2 separate regions of the Triticum aestivum genome follow, and region 1 is linked to region 2. A link is a contact called in public Hi-C data. All regions are on one chromosome and are shown on one strand. The core of a region is the stretch at or near the end of the contact, and the rest is flanking DNA. Distances in the headings are between cores, read along the strand shown.

What was found. Hi-C and Micro-C count contacts between places; a contact is called where the count stands out from the background.
Region 1: a contact with region 2 is called in a Hi-C map of an unstated tissue, with 6 times the contacts expected there. The contact joins the promoter of LOC123045569 here to the promoter of LOC123045568 in region 2. A contact is called at or near these places in 3 of 5 Hi-C or Micro-C datasets (leaf and an unstated tissue).

What each region holds. Positions count from the first base shown.
Region 1 is chr2B:482,505,016-482,511,724 of IWGSC CS RefSeq v2.1, reverse strand. LOC123045569 (ferric reduction oxidase 7, chloroplastic) reads right to left here and starts at 5,308. Exons shown (of 9, transcript XM_044468678.1): 1 at 4,911-5,308; 2 at 4,698-4,788; 3 at 4,016-4,213; 4 at 3,211-3,445; 5 at 2,596-2,923; 6 at 2,193-2,475; 7 at 1,841-2,096; 8 at 1,245-1,683; 9 at 636-1,147. The coding sequence starts at 5,154. The coding sequence ends at 978.
Region 2 is chr2B:481,912,099-481,919,297 of IWGSC CS RefSeq v2.1, reverse strand. It overlaps LOC123045568 (disease resistance protein Pik-1), which reads right to left and starts at 4,150. Exons shown (of 3, transcript XM_044468676.1): 1 at 3,851-4,150; 2 at 2,746-3,722. The coding sequence starts at 3,692.

The DNA.
Region 1 (6,709 bases), core at 4,059-6,558, 590 kb before region 2:
TTTTTATTTTTTTTACCTTTTTTCTTTTTATTGTGTGCTCCTCGCTTTCAAATTGTTTATTACACTACTATCCCGCTGCAACGCGCGAAATATTGTCTAGTTAAAAAAAGAATAGGTGCCACTTTTGTGCGTGCATAGAACTAGCTCGAAAGTACTCCCTCTGTAAATTAATATAAGAGCATTTAGATCATTAAAATAGTGATCTAAACGCTCTTATATTAGTTTACGGAGGGAGTACCGGATAAAGGCAACGTCTCGGCAGTACCGTAGTAGACAAATGACAGCTATGAAAAATGTCAAAGTGGAGTATAACTCAGGTACCGGGTGAATTTGCTCAAAAACATCGGACCTATATTGTGGCCTGATTAAAGAAGCAAACCGAACTGTTCAAAAGTGGCATCAAAAGAATGTTACGCTCGGACATGCCGAAGCAAACAGAGAAGGTGTTGGGAAGTTCCGTGTTGGTGGAGTAGGAAACCTCTGTTTTTTATAGCTGAGAGTTGATCGAATGTTCTCGGTTTCTAGTTGGTTTCATGACTGAAAGCTACAGCTTTTGAAGGTGCACGTTGATGTGGCATTCGGGTTAAAAGTTTGTGCCTAGATAGCTGAAGTGCAGATTACCTAGTTGAAATCTGTATCCCCAAGAACAAGAGGCCAAGATCAATAGTTTACCTTCGCCTTTCTGCTTACATGTACGATCATTCATGGCATATATATACACACAGGGAGCCACCAGAGCCCGTGACGGGGCGCGACTTCACCGGCGACATGCCTGAGATTGAGAGTACTCCTCCCATCCGTACTGTACGGACACTATTTACCAGCTACTCCATCGGTAAAGAAATATACGAGCGTCTAGATCACTACTCTAGTGATCTAAACGCTCTTATGTTTCTTTAACGGAGGGAGTATTTACGCAGTAGCATAATTACATTTGTGCACAGAACTGGTGCGCACTATCAGTATGCACTCATCGCCTAGAGATCGAAGCTGTGGCTGTTGAAATGGAACACGGCGCCGCCGCGGCGAAGGTTCTGCGACCTGCACTCCCTCGCCACGCTGGCCTGCAGCCCCGCCGGCCCGCACACCAGCACGCCGACGTCGGCCGCCGCGCCCCCGGCCCGCTCCGCGAACGCCGCGAATTCCGCTGCAAAGACGATCGTCCAACACAAGAGAACACATCTATCACCACATGACACATCAACAGCTGCAGCTAGTTCAAGGGCCAAGGCTAGGCGCGTTACCATGGAACTTTGGCCGGCACCCGTACCGCGTCGTCCGCATGGCGGCGAGGCTGGCCGCGGAGGCGTCGGCTCCACCAGCAGCGTTCGTTGTCTGTTCGGCGTCCGCCCCGGCACGGGCGTCGACGTCCCACCTGTCGTCCTGCATCCTCCGCTTCTCCGAGAGGTGCCAGAGGAGGACGACGAGCCCGCCGGGGAGCGTGATGCCGGCTGCCATGCACAGCAGGAGCAGGAGGCCCAGGTACCACCAGGCGTACACGTTGTACCGCTTCACATAGTACAGCTGCACCAGCACGAACGCCAGGACGGAGCCCAGGGTGGACGCGGCGAAGTACATGGCCGCCCAGAAGTTGTCCCCGGTGCCCACCAGCCCGGACATGGCCGTCCCGTTCTTGACGAATATGCCGGGGGCCTTCTGGTCATCCCCAACAATGCCATCTTCCTGTAAAGCCATGTTGCCATTGCCATGGAATCATTGACGATTTGAAGTGAACCATCCAAATCTTGTAGCCAACTGAAGCACACTGCTTCTCATGGGTAAAACGGAGAAGACAATAACTGGATATTTGGATCATCAACGATGGAGTAAATGGTCTTACCAGTGGAGGATCGGATTCCTGCGTCACAAAGGCTTGGATGTCCAGATGCAACTTGTCACAGACGGATGAGCTGATGGACTGAGCATCGACGGCCAACAGGAGAGAAAGCTCCGAGGTCTTCTTAACTGACCACAGAACCAGTACATTCTTGGGCGCGCATGGCATACCTTGCCCGATCCTGTGGATAATATCGCTCAAAATTGCCAAGAATGGCGAAATGCCAATGCCTCCTGCCACCAGGATGAGATTCTCATACCTGAAAGCACACACAATGCAAACAAAGTATTGACTTGAACTTTTCCCAATGGTGTCTGAATCACTTAACCGAAGAAAGACAAACTGAAGAACTTACATCAGGTGGTAGGGTGATTCGTGCCCATACGGCCCTTCGATGGAGGCGGTAATGCGACCAGTTTGCGACTGATCAGAGTCAGAGTCGCTCCTGGTCTTCTGCTCTTGGACATCGGCGATGATGCGCTTCAGCGTATCAGTCCATGTGCCAAGAACCTTTATGAGGATCGACATGTGGTACCTCCCATCCATAGGGCTGGAGGACACGCTGAACGGGTGCCACTGCAAGAACGACAGCTCACGCACTTGAACAAAGATGAAACTGAGAGCATTGTACCGAAGACCTGCAGAAATCCACACACAATTGTATATGTATACTCTCAGTGAGTTTGTAGTGACAGTAACCAAACACTCATGAACTTCATGCAGGGAATGAATCTTGATCGACCGAGATCTTGACATACTTGGTGGCTTTGAGAAGACTAGCTCCACCGTTCCGCATGGCCGGCAGGCCGCAGAAACGATGTCGACTTTGGTCCTCGATTGCCAGAACCTCAGGAAGCGGTCGAGCATGAAGAGGAAGACAGCGCCGGCCGAGATGCTGAAGACGAAGTCGCCGACGTGGAGCACCAAGAACACCACGAAAACCACGTAGAGCTGGTGGGTGTAGAAGAAGAGCTCGAAGAACCTCTTCCGTACCGGGTGAAGCGATGTCACCCACATCAGCAGACCAGCCGCCAAGCTGATCACGCCGGCTAAGTTTGCTATTCCGACTTCTTTCCATTGGATCAGCTATCAATAAGGCCAAGAGTACCATTAATAGGTTCTAAGATGGATGGAGAACGCTTACAACAAACATGTTAATATGCCCTCAGTCCAAATTTGCGTACTTAACCGTCAAAAATAGATTTGCATACTTTCTTTCAGACATAAAATAGTTTTCAGTCACATATGGTCGGTCTATTATTTTCAGCACATTCTGGTCGCTTGTTTGCAGTAACAATATGACAATCACACATGACAAAATTGGCAATAGCAAATTATCACTCTAAATTGTTCTGTATATTTTTTGAACTTACTTCTTCAATTAGGCGCCCCAGGAGGGACCATGAGATCACATAACACAAGCCGTGCAGCGTAAAGAGAGCCATTGTGAGATGCCCCAACCAGACATGGTATCTAGTAGCATGCTCAAATGGAATGTCGATAAGCCGGAGAAGAACTGAACCCCTTGAGACGGGCAGGAACAGGAAGATCATGCAAAACAAGCCAACTGATCCGAAACGGAGGCCTATGAGAGCCAGTAACAACTCACTGCAAGGCAAAACTTATGCCGTCTTAGAACTGTGTTGAGATGGTAACTAATTCTATACTATTCTATACGCTATGTTTCAGCAATATCATCAGTCTCAGTAGTAGCATGTCAACTGAGCATTCTGAATCAGTTACAGGACAACAAGGTACCATCAACTCATATCAATATGTATTTGACGTATACAGATCACGAATTTAAGTTACTGCAGATATATGTGTATGTTCCATTTTGATTTCCACGTCAACGAAGTGATGGCTCTAAAAATGACCATACAATGATCTATCCTCCACCAATCTTTTTCTGAACGTAATAACTTCAGCTTGAACCACATAAAACTTAACCCCTACAAGTACTAACTAATACTTGAGGCTTAATAATGTACTGACGCCAAAATCTATACCATCTTCATTACTTTAGCCGCAGTGATGAGAATAATATGGTACTATCACTAAATAAAAATATAATTTGGTATTTTTCATGCTCGGTAACTGTAAGGATAAGAAGAGGATTAGTCGATCAGTACTGGCATGAAACATTTCTCACTTAACAGGTTTCATAATACAACATACCTGCGAGTAGTTGGGGGCAAGTGCGCTTTGGAGATGAAGCTCACACTGTCTACAACATAATAGGTCATCGAGAAGACAATATAGACGATGAACAAGACGATTCCGATAAACTCAACAGCGGAGACAACACCGAGTGGACCATCAACAAGAACCGGAAAAGTCCAGAGACGGAAACTCAGTGACCTCAGCTTCTTCTTTCTGGTAGCAAAGAGCAGGTACATAATTAGCGATGGCAGCATGAGGCAGACCACTACACTACTCTCTCCGTTCACAAATAAAATATGTTCTAGTAACCTTTTTGTGAATCAGATGTATATAGACACTTTTAGTGTGTTTGGTCACTCATTTCAGTCAAAACATGTCATATTTGTGAACAGATGGAGTACTATTTTGTTAGTTCGATTTTCTATGGTGGTTCAGTTCATCGTGCTGTTTTCATGTCAAAATGAGCAAAGCCTGTGTAACTCCTGCAATAACACCTTATACGAGAATTGGACTGCAGTTGCAAGATTTTGCTAATATATCCAGAGAATCCAGTGCTTGAATAAAAAAAGATACTCTGAATTTTTAGTGCAGGTACTCTATCAATTCAGGGAAAGAAAGGGCTCATCTGAATACTCTCTAAATAAATGAACTGAAAGCACCAAATTGCCGCAAAATTCACACAAGGAGGAATACTCACTGGACGTGATCACCCGGGAAGGCGAAGATGTACACATATGCCAGAGCTGCAATTAGCAGAATCGGCCCGCTGAAGAAAAGAAAAACGGTCCCTGCGAGAGGCGAGAAAGGGAAAGGGGAACCCCAATTAGTACGAACGAACCCGTCTCCAGAGCGATCACCTACTTTCCCCTGCCTCAGATAAGAGGGGGCAGAATTCTTGGAGGCTGCGTACCAGTGAGGCCGGTGATCAGGCCCTCCGTGCTGGTGATGTCCGCCCACTTGCGGAACGCCGTCTGCACGGGCGCGGTGGGGTAGAAGAAGATCCCCGCGGCCCAGGTGAGGAACACCGCCCACATGAGGAACTTGAGCACGGACCTGGCCAGGGACGGCAGAACGGCCGGCGAGCCCTTGCTCCCGGCGGCGGCATTGCCGACGCCCCCGTTTTGCTGCAGGAGCGGCTCCCGTTCTTGGGTCATGGTGGCTGCGAGGGGGGGTGGAGTGAACCGGCGGGAGGGAGGTCTGGCTATGGGTCTCTCTGTGCCAGGACCCGCTGCTTTATACGGTCCAGAACTCGGCGTACGAGGGTCTCGCTGGTAACGGCGACTGCGACGGACGGGTTGCGGGGTTGGGGTGGGAGCGTGCAGCAGCAGCATGCATACGCGACGCCAGCGCCATGGATAAAAATATAGTATTTTCTTTAGGCGTGAATAGATTTCAATAGATATATTGCTAGCTGTTGGTCGTTGTTAATGGCGACGGCGATCGCCGGATGGGGGCCGGGAGGGTGAAACCGATGCGTCTTTCGCACTGCTGCTCAGGTGGTCACGTCCAACGTCGGTGTAGAGAAGCGGCGAGCCACACAACCAGCGTGTGTGCCAGAACAGAGCTGGATAACCGTGAAATCAGAACAGATAAACATGGTACCTACTACGTACATCCTACTGTAGGAGAACAGAAAAACCAATAGAAAGATAATCATAGGCGGGTGCAGTCTCAGAGATCCAACCGTTTTTTTCCCGTGGATAAGATGTACACTGTTTTTATTTTCTTTATTTCTTTTTACGAAAGACAGCAACGTTGTTTTCATTTAATTAAGAAGAAGTTTTTTTAAAATTAGAAGAAGTTTTTTTAAAGGGCATGCAACCATTTTATTACTTATCCACAAAGACGTTATAAAGTAATACATCAGTGAGTCCGAAGCCACCTTCTTGGCAATATTTGTCGCTATTCCTATCCAACTCATGAAGGGGTGTCGAAAGTCTGAGCCAAATACCAAACAAACCTCGCGTCAAAGTCTAACATCTAAAATCTGAGGCGCCAACCAAGCCACACTGCCGGGTCTGGGGCACACATCGGTCTGGCGCCCTTTCAGAGGCCCCCGCCGCCGTCTTTCATCGATCCATCTTCAGAGCAGGTACTGCCGCATCGATTGCCAGGCCTGCCGTCGACGCCACTAGGGCGCCAGACAACGCCACCTCCCTACGTGCGTCCATCATCACATCCGTCACCGAGACCCTGCTGCGCCACGCCGCCGAGACTCCGCATCGTCGATGCATGACATGAAACACCGCTCCACCGCTAAAACCATCCACTGGTCCCTCAAGCCAATGCACACATCCAAGAATGACGCCCCCAAGGAGGGAACGACACAAAGAGCGCCGCCATCATCCGATCAACTAATCAAGGGTTTCCCCCGGAGGTAGCGGGAGGAGTTGGAAGCTCCACCTCGATGATGCCTTCATGAAGGAAACGATGCCAAGGGCGTCACCATCACCGGCTCCGGCCACCAACCGAAGACTAGGTTTTCACCCGGACCTGTCTCAAGAAATCCAACCGACAACCTGTGCACAGTCCCAGCCGCCTCCAAAGCCCCAAATCTAGCCATCTAGATCCGGCGACCATCCACATCAGCACTGCCACCATGGGAGCCCTGGCACATCGGCAACTGCCTGTGAGTGCCACCACCGGAGCCTGGGAGGAGGGCTGCCACCCAGCCTCACCCAACCACGAGAGCCGCCGAGAGGTCTCCCG
Region 2 (7,199 bases), core at 2,901-5,400:
CATGAAAATCAATCCCGTAATAATACATGATGCCACGAACAAATGGGTGAAGGGGAAACCCGAGCCCGCGGACAAAATGAGAAAGAAACACGACCCTCTCGTGGGGCTCCGGATTGGGGACGATCTGTCCCGCCGTCGGAAGACGGTGGCCGATTTTCTTGGCCAGGTACCCGGCCTCTCGAAACTTTTTGATATCCTTCTCCTGGACGGTAGAGGCCATCCATTTGCCTCCTGCTCCGGATCCGGACATCTTCGAAGAACCTCTTTTCGGTGGAGGAGACGAGTGCTTGGGCACTAGGGCTCGAGCGAAGGGGAATGGACGAGCGGAAGGGAGAGGCGTGGGTAAAGAAGAAGAGGCCTTATCTCTTTATAGAGCCAATAAAAACTTTTGCGCCTCCCTACTTGCCTGGTGGAACCTGCTCGTTCCCCACTCGCCGCGATTGGCGGTACGATTGGGCTACCCGCGCCCATATTGATAAAAGCCCCGTGGTAAGGGGAACACGATCTCTGCTTCAACAAGACATGCCCGGGAAACCGCCTCGCAATATGTGCGGTGGCTGGCTGGGGGAGGACGGTTCGATGATGGCTCGACCATGGTGTGATGTCACGTTATTTAAAGATTTCAACAGATTATATTCGTGGAATATCGTTCTCTACGATGGCATGTGAAAATCGTCTTGCAGAGCCGGACACGATTTAAGTGTTCGAGACTTACTTTGGATTATTCGAAGATGGAACCCGCCTTGCAATGCCGAAGACAATCTACGCGCCGGACTCATCGTCATTGAAGCCCGGTTCAGGGGCTACTGAGGGAGTCCTGGATTAGGGGGTGTTCGGACGGCCGGACTATGTACTTTGGCCCGACTATTGGACCGTGAAGATACAAGACTCAAGACTTCGTCCCGTGTCCGGATGGGACTCTCCTTGGCGTGGAAGACAAGCTTGGCGATCCGGATGTTAGATGTCCTTCTTTTTAACCGACTCTGTATAACCCTAGCCTCCTCCGGTGTCTATATAAACCGGAGGGTTTAGTCCGTAGGGGGAGGACAATCATAATCATCATAGGCTAGCTCCTAGGGTTTAGCCTCTACGATCTCGTGGTAGATCAACTCTTGTAATACTCATATCATCAAGATCAATCAAAGAGGAAGTAGGGTTTTACCTCCATCGAGATGGCCCGAACCTGGGTAAAACATCGTGTCCCCTGCCTCCTGTTACCATTAGCCTTAGACGCACAGATCGGGACCCCCTACCCGAGATCCGCCGGTTTTGACACCGACACTTACATGGCACATTTGCTTATGAGGGGAAGAGAGGAAAAGAAAAAGGGGAGGAGTTGGCTCTCATGCATGAGCCAAAAATGACTAACCTAATAGTCGACCTTATTGCCAACTCTATTGTACGAATTATTAATAAGGCTCTTGATGACATGGCAATTTTATGTAGCCACCTGCTGGCTCCACTATGGTTAGTTTTTAAGGTACTTTTATTTCTTGATGTATACCAGTACATGGTATACAAACCCGAAAGTCCTCTTCTGCGCGCGAGCTCATTTGAGCTTGCGATCAACAGTAAAATCCCAAAGAAAAATAAAACAAATTAAAAAAATTCTAACATTTTTCGTGACAAACTTTGATAAATATTTTGAGTGCTTGGAAAATTTCGTCATGAAATTCATGACATCCATGGAAGTCGTGGAAAAAATACAAAATCACCACTCCAAAATGCTTTTGAAAGTGACACTTTTGGAGTATCGACTTTCTTTTGCCACAACTTCCACGAATATCATTTCTTGATGAAATTTTGTGAGCACTCAAAACATCTGTCAATGTTTGCCCCAAAAAAATATTCAGAAATTTTTAAATACTTTTTTGGATTTTTACTGTTCACCCCATCTAATTTGAGCTCGAGCTCAGAAATACCACGTCCGTCGACATTCTGTATTTATGATGTAGTACTATTTTACTTTGCAATAAAAAATAATACACAACTATATCATTGAAATAACATAAGGGGGCATACTGTTTTCCTGCCCCAAGGCCCCCAGTATATCACGACCGGGCCTGTCCGTTACATGAGTGGGTTATATATATACAGGTTAGAACTAAATAATACCATGTTCTTTGACTGGAACTGGCAGGAGTTCTCCCGTTGCTCTATAGATTAAGAGGAGAGTACAAATTTCCAAGTTTTTCATAACCTTTTTCACGGAATCCGGGTAGAAGGTTATCTTATTATCAAGATTTCACTTACTTTTAACAATTCTTTTGTCTGTTGAAGCTACTCTTTTTTAGCGCAGTCTGTTGAAGGTACATTGTTTCGGCCAGTTGTCACGTTTGGCAAACCCACGTAATAAAACCATGAAGGTCCGCTCTAAAGATGAAGAGGGCGCAAGATGACCTTCCACTACTAAAGAATGTGGTTACTCTGATTTTGCTTAAGAATGACTACAAAAATCGGTTATCTATTAAAAAGATATATAGTTCTCAAGTTTGTAGTACGTACTAGTTATTTAGTACGCATTTCAATTTACTTGTTACAAACTGACTAAAAAAACTTCTAATCAAGTAAAAAAGGATGTACAACATTATTTTTCTAACAGAAAAAAAAGGAGAGAGATGTGAACCCCCTCTGTCAAAATTTATAATCGCAATATCAAATTACCTTTTATTGAATTAGAGCATAGGTGAATTATAGTGTGAGATAGAAATGGAAGTTAAGGTAGCAAGTGACTGATCAAGTTACCTGCGGTCTTGAAGGTACTGATCAATGTTGCGAACCAGCTCCTGCTCATCCTGGTCCTCGCCGTCTTCTGACATGGTGATTTCGGATGTCCCCGTGGATATCGACGCTGGTGCTATAGCTGCTTGTTTGTCGATCTGGCAGAGAATGTGTCTCAGAAGCACCTTGATGCAAGGCCTCGGGGACACATTGGCCAAAGCGTAGCACTCGAAGTAGGGTCCATCACCTCCGATTTGTTGGAGGTGTCGGTAGAGCTCATTGGCAAGAGCCGTTTTCCCCACCCCAGCGGGTCCAACCATGGACACGATACTGAGAGCCATGTTGTCTTCCTGGGCGGGCGTGAACCACCTGAGCAGCTTCTTTCTGGTGCTCTCGATGCCAACAAGAAGGTCCCCGCGTGCAACGGTCCCGGCCTCCGTCGCGTAGGGTTGCAGCTGCGGCATCCCACTTAAGGGGATACTATCGTCATCTCCGGCCAACATAAGATGCTCGTACCTGTAAGGTTGTCCGTTGATCCAGGAAAGCTCTTCCTCGATGAGTCGCGTTACATCCGGATGCGGTAACCGGAACTCTGAATCACAACGGAAGCAGGCAGTTCGCACATACGTTTCCTGTTCTTTTCTTGTGATGAAACGCTCGTACTTATCGAGGTGGTTCCCGATATATCGAGCCAGATTCCTCAACTTGAGCAGCCACAGCTCATAGTTCTCGACATGGTACGGTCTGAGATCCAGCAGTGGCAGAAGCTGGTCCAGTGATGCTGCGATGTCTCTCAGCTCGACCACAACGAGCCGGAAAATCTGTAATATTCGGTCATCGGCAGCACTGAGGCGCCGCCCGCTATGGTACTGCAGCAGTTCGGACATCCTCCAGGGGAGCGGCTCTATCTCCTCTAATGCTTCCTTCATCGTTTTCTTCGCCCTCTGCTCGGAAGCGGCCACCGCCCCCATAACTCTCTCGCAATCCGATCGACACTCCAGCTGGAGGTGGTCGGATAGTCGGAGAGGGATTGGAAAGAAATTAAATTAGAACTAATTGTTGTTCCGAAGAAGACGAAAGAAACTCGGAACCAGCAAATAGACTAATAACACAGTAGAATATATATTACCTATATAATGGATGCAACACGATGATCACCATTCAGTTCCGACAGATCTAGATTGAAGCCTTGAACCATGGCCGATGCGCGCAGGAGCTAGGAAGAGACTATTCTTGGTTTCGTCCCTCTCTACTATACAAGACTGTCAGTCGGCCTTCTTGGGGACAAGGTCGAGCTGTGTCTGGTGGAGCATGCTGGGAGTCTTCCTTTGACTTCTCAATGCACGGACGGGAGAGCCGGCTGGATCTGGACGCTGGGAATCAAGATTTTTTTTTAGGGAAGGGAATCAAGATCTGATAGATGGGTGGGGTGGGGGAGTGGGTGGTGCGGGTCTGCGTACCCCGTGTGATGCTACGGGCTATGATGCACTACTTTAAGAAACATTTCTAATCTGAACTTCTAATCCAATTATGTCCCTTAATCAAATATTATGTGTCTTAGGATCTACGTACTATAGGTTTGCTCATGTGGGCCCTCGCTGGTGGCCGACATCTTATCATGGGATCATAGCATTTTTCTCTTTAGTTTTTCATCTTTTTATTCCATTTTCTTTCTTTTTCCTGTAGAAGTGTCGTGCTCTCGCCTTCCTCTGTTAATAAAAACACACCTCTTATGTGTACTTACACTCTGCCGAATTCCCTCTAAGAACTCCCATTCTAATGGAATGAATGATTCCTCTCAGTCAATGGTATACATTCCTTCAGAAACTTCAAGAAAACAACCATGCTTCATACAATTCAAGATTTTAGCTTTTTTTTATTTCTCAGCACTAGTAGAAAAGGGGGCAATGGTCCAGGCCGGGTCAGCCCATTAGTCCCGGTTCAATTCAGAACCGGGACCAATGGGGGCATTGGACCCGGTTCGTTAGCCCCGGGGGCCGGCCGGGCCACGTGGGCCATTGGTCTCGGTTCGTCTGGACCTTTTGGTCCCGGTTGGTGGGACGAACCGGGACCAATGTGCCTTGCTCCTGACCCACCACCATTTGTCCCGGTTGGTGGCCTGAACCGGGACCAAAGGCTTCCCTTTAGTCCCGGTTCAAGCCACGAACCGGGACCAATTAATTGCCTATATATACCCCGCGAGCAGAGCACTCTCACTGCTCTGTTTTTCGTGGCCGGCGAGGAGAAAGCTTTGTGGTGCTCTAGCTCACCTCCTATGCACACGAGGTGTTCGATGGAATGCCCGAGCCACACTACTTAAGCTTTCTCCTCTCCAAGCTCCACCTCCAAGCTCCATTTTTTTCAATATTTGTCTAGGTTTAGCGGTCTGTCACGTCCCGTCCCCGTCTTCACCGCCGTCGATCACCCGCGCCGATCTCGTCGCCGGCACCACCGTGGTGAGCCTCTTGTTCTTATCTTCTTTCTGAAAGGAAAAAAAAACTCTTACTTGTATGTTTATTTAGATACTTGTATAATTTTCTTACTTTTATTATTGCATCTTATATAGTGCGATGGTTTTGGTATCCGCCCCCGTCGGCCCTCGTCCTGTCTATGATTCAGATGTGGTATATATTATCTTTTCATAACTATTGGTTCATTTATTGTTTATGACAATTATGCCGACCAAAGTGACATAGATTTTATTTATCTAGGAGGTTGTTGAACCGGAAATTCCAACCGACCCTATTGTCGAGAGGTTAAATTTAGTTGAAGAAGAAAACAATTTGTTGAAGGAAAAAATTAGAAAAATTGAGGAGGAGAAGATGATATTGGAGTTGCATGTTGCAGATGTCGTCGATGATCACAAGATCAAGATGGATGCAATGCGCTTGAAGATTAGAAAGATTAGAAAATATGCCATTCATACCGAGGCTTGGTATCATTATGCCGTTGGATCAGTTGTTACATTGGTTGCGATTATGATCGCATTTTTTTCGCATTGAAATGTTTTACATAGTTTCAGTGTATGGTTTAATTATTTTAGATGCTCTACAGAGCTTTATGTTGTTAGATGAGAACTATGTATGTACTTTGGTTTTAATGTGATGATGAACTTCTATTAATTTGGTCACTTAATTATCTATTCATGATATTCTGTAATGATTTTTGACACACTTAATTATATATAATGCACGCAGATGAACCGGCAATGGATGTACGGTTCAAGACACACCTCCGAGTACATTAAGGGTGTGCATGATTTTCTCGAAGTGGCTGAGGCAAACAAGCAGAATGGTTTTATGTGTTGTCCATGCCCTATATGTGGGAGTACGAAGTCTTACTCTGACCAGAAAATCCTCCACACCCACCTGCTTTACAAGGGTTTCATGCCACTGTTTGGACGAGGCACGGAGAAATAGGGGTTATGATGGTAGACGGCGAAGAAGAAGAGTACGATGACAACTATGTGCCCACTGAATACGGTGATGCTATTGAACATCAAGAGGAACCAGACGATATGCACGATGATGCTGCAACGGGCGAAGCTGCTGAAGATCAAGAGGAACCAGACGATGTGCCTGATGATGATGATCTCTGTCGGGTCATTGTCGATGCAAGGACGCAATGCGAAAGTCAAAAGGAGAAGCTGAAGTTCGATCGCATGTTAGAGGACCACAAAAAAGGGTTGTACCCCAATTGCGAAGATGGCAACACAAAGCTCGGTACCGTACTAGAATTGCTGCAGTGGAAGGCAGAGAATGCTGTGCCTGACAAAGGATTTGAGAAGCTACTAAAAATATTGAAGAAGAAGCTTCCAAAGGATAACGAATTGCCCGACAGTACATACGCAGCAAAGAAGGTCGTATGCCCTCTAGGATTGGAGGTGCAGAAGATACATGCATGCCCTAATGACTGCATCCTCTTCCGCGGTGCGTACAAGGATCTGAACGCATGCCCGGTATGCGGTGCATTACGGTATAAGATCAGACGAGATGCCCCTGGTGATGTTGACAGCGAGCACCCCAGGAAGAGGGTTCCTGCGAAGGTGATGTGGTATGCTCCTATAATACCACGGTTGGAACGTCTGTTCATAAATGGAGAGCATGCCAAGTTGATGCGATGGCACAGTGAGAACCGTAAGAAAGACGGGAAGTTGAGAGCACCCGCTGACGGGTCGCAGTGGAGAAAAATCGAGAGAAAGTACTGGGATGAGTTTGCAAGTGAGCCAAGGAACGTATGGTTTGCTTTAAGCGCGGATGGCATTAATCCTTTCGGGGAGCAGAGCAGCAATCACAGCACCTGGCCCGTGACTCTATGTATGTATAGCCTTCCTCCTTGGATGTGCATGAAGCGGAAGTTCATTATGATGCCAGTTCTCATCCAAGGCCCTAAGCAACCCGGCAACGACATTGATGTGTACCTAAGGCCATTAGTTGAAGAACTTTTACAGCTGTGGAATGGAAATGGTGTACGTACGT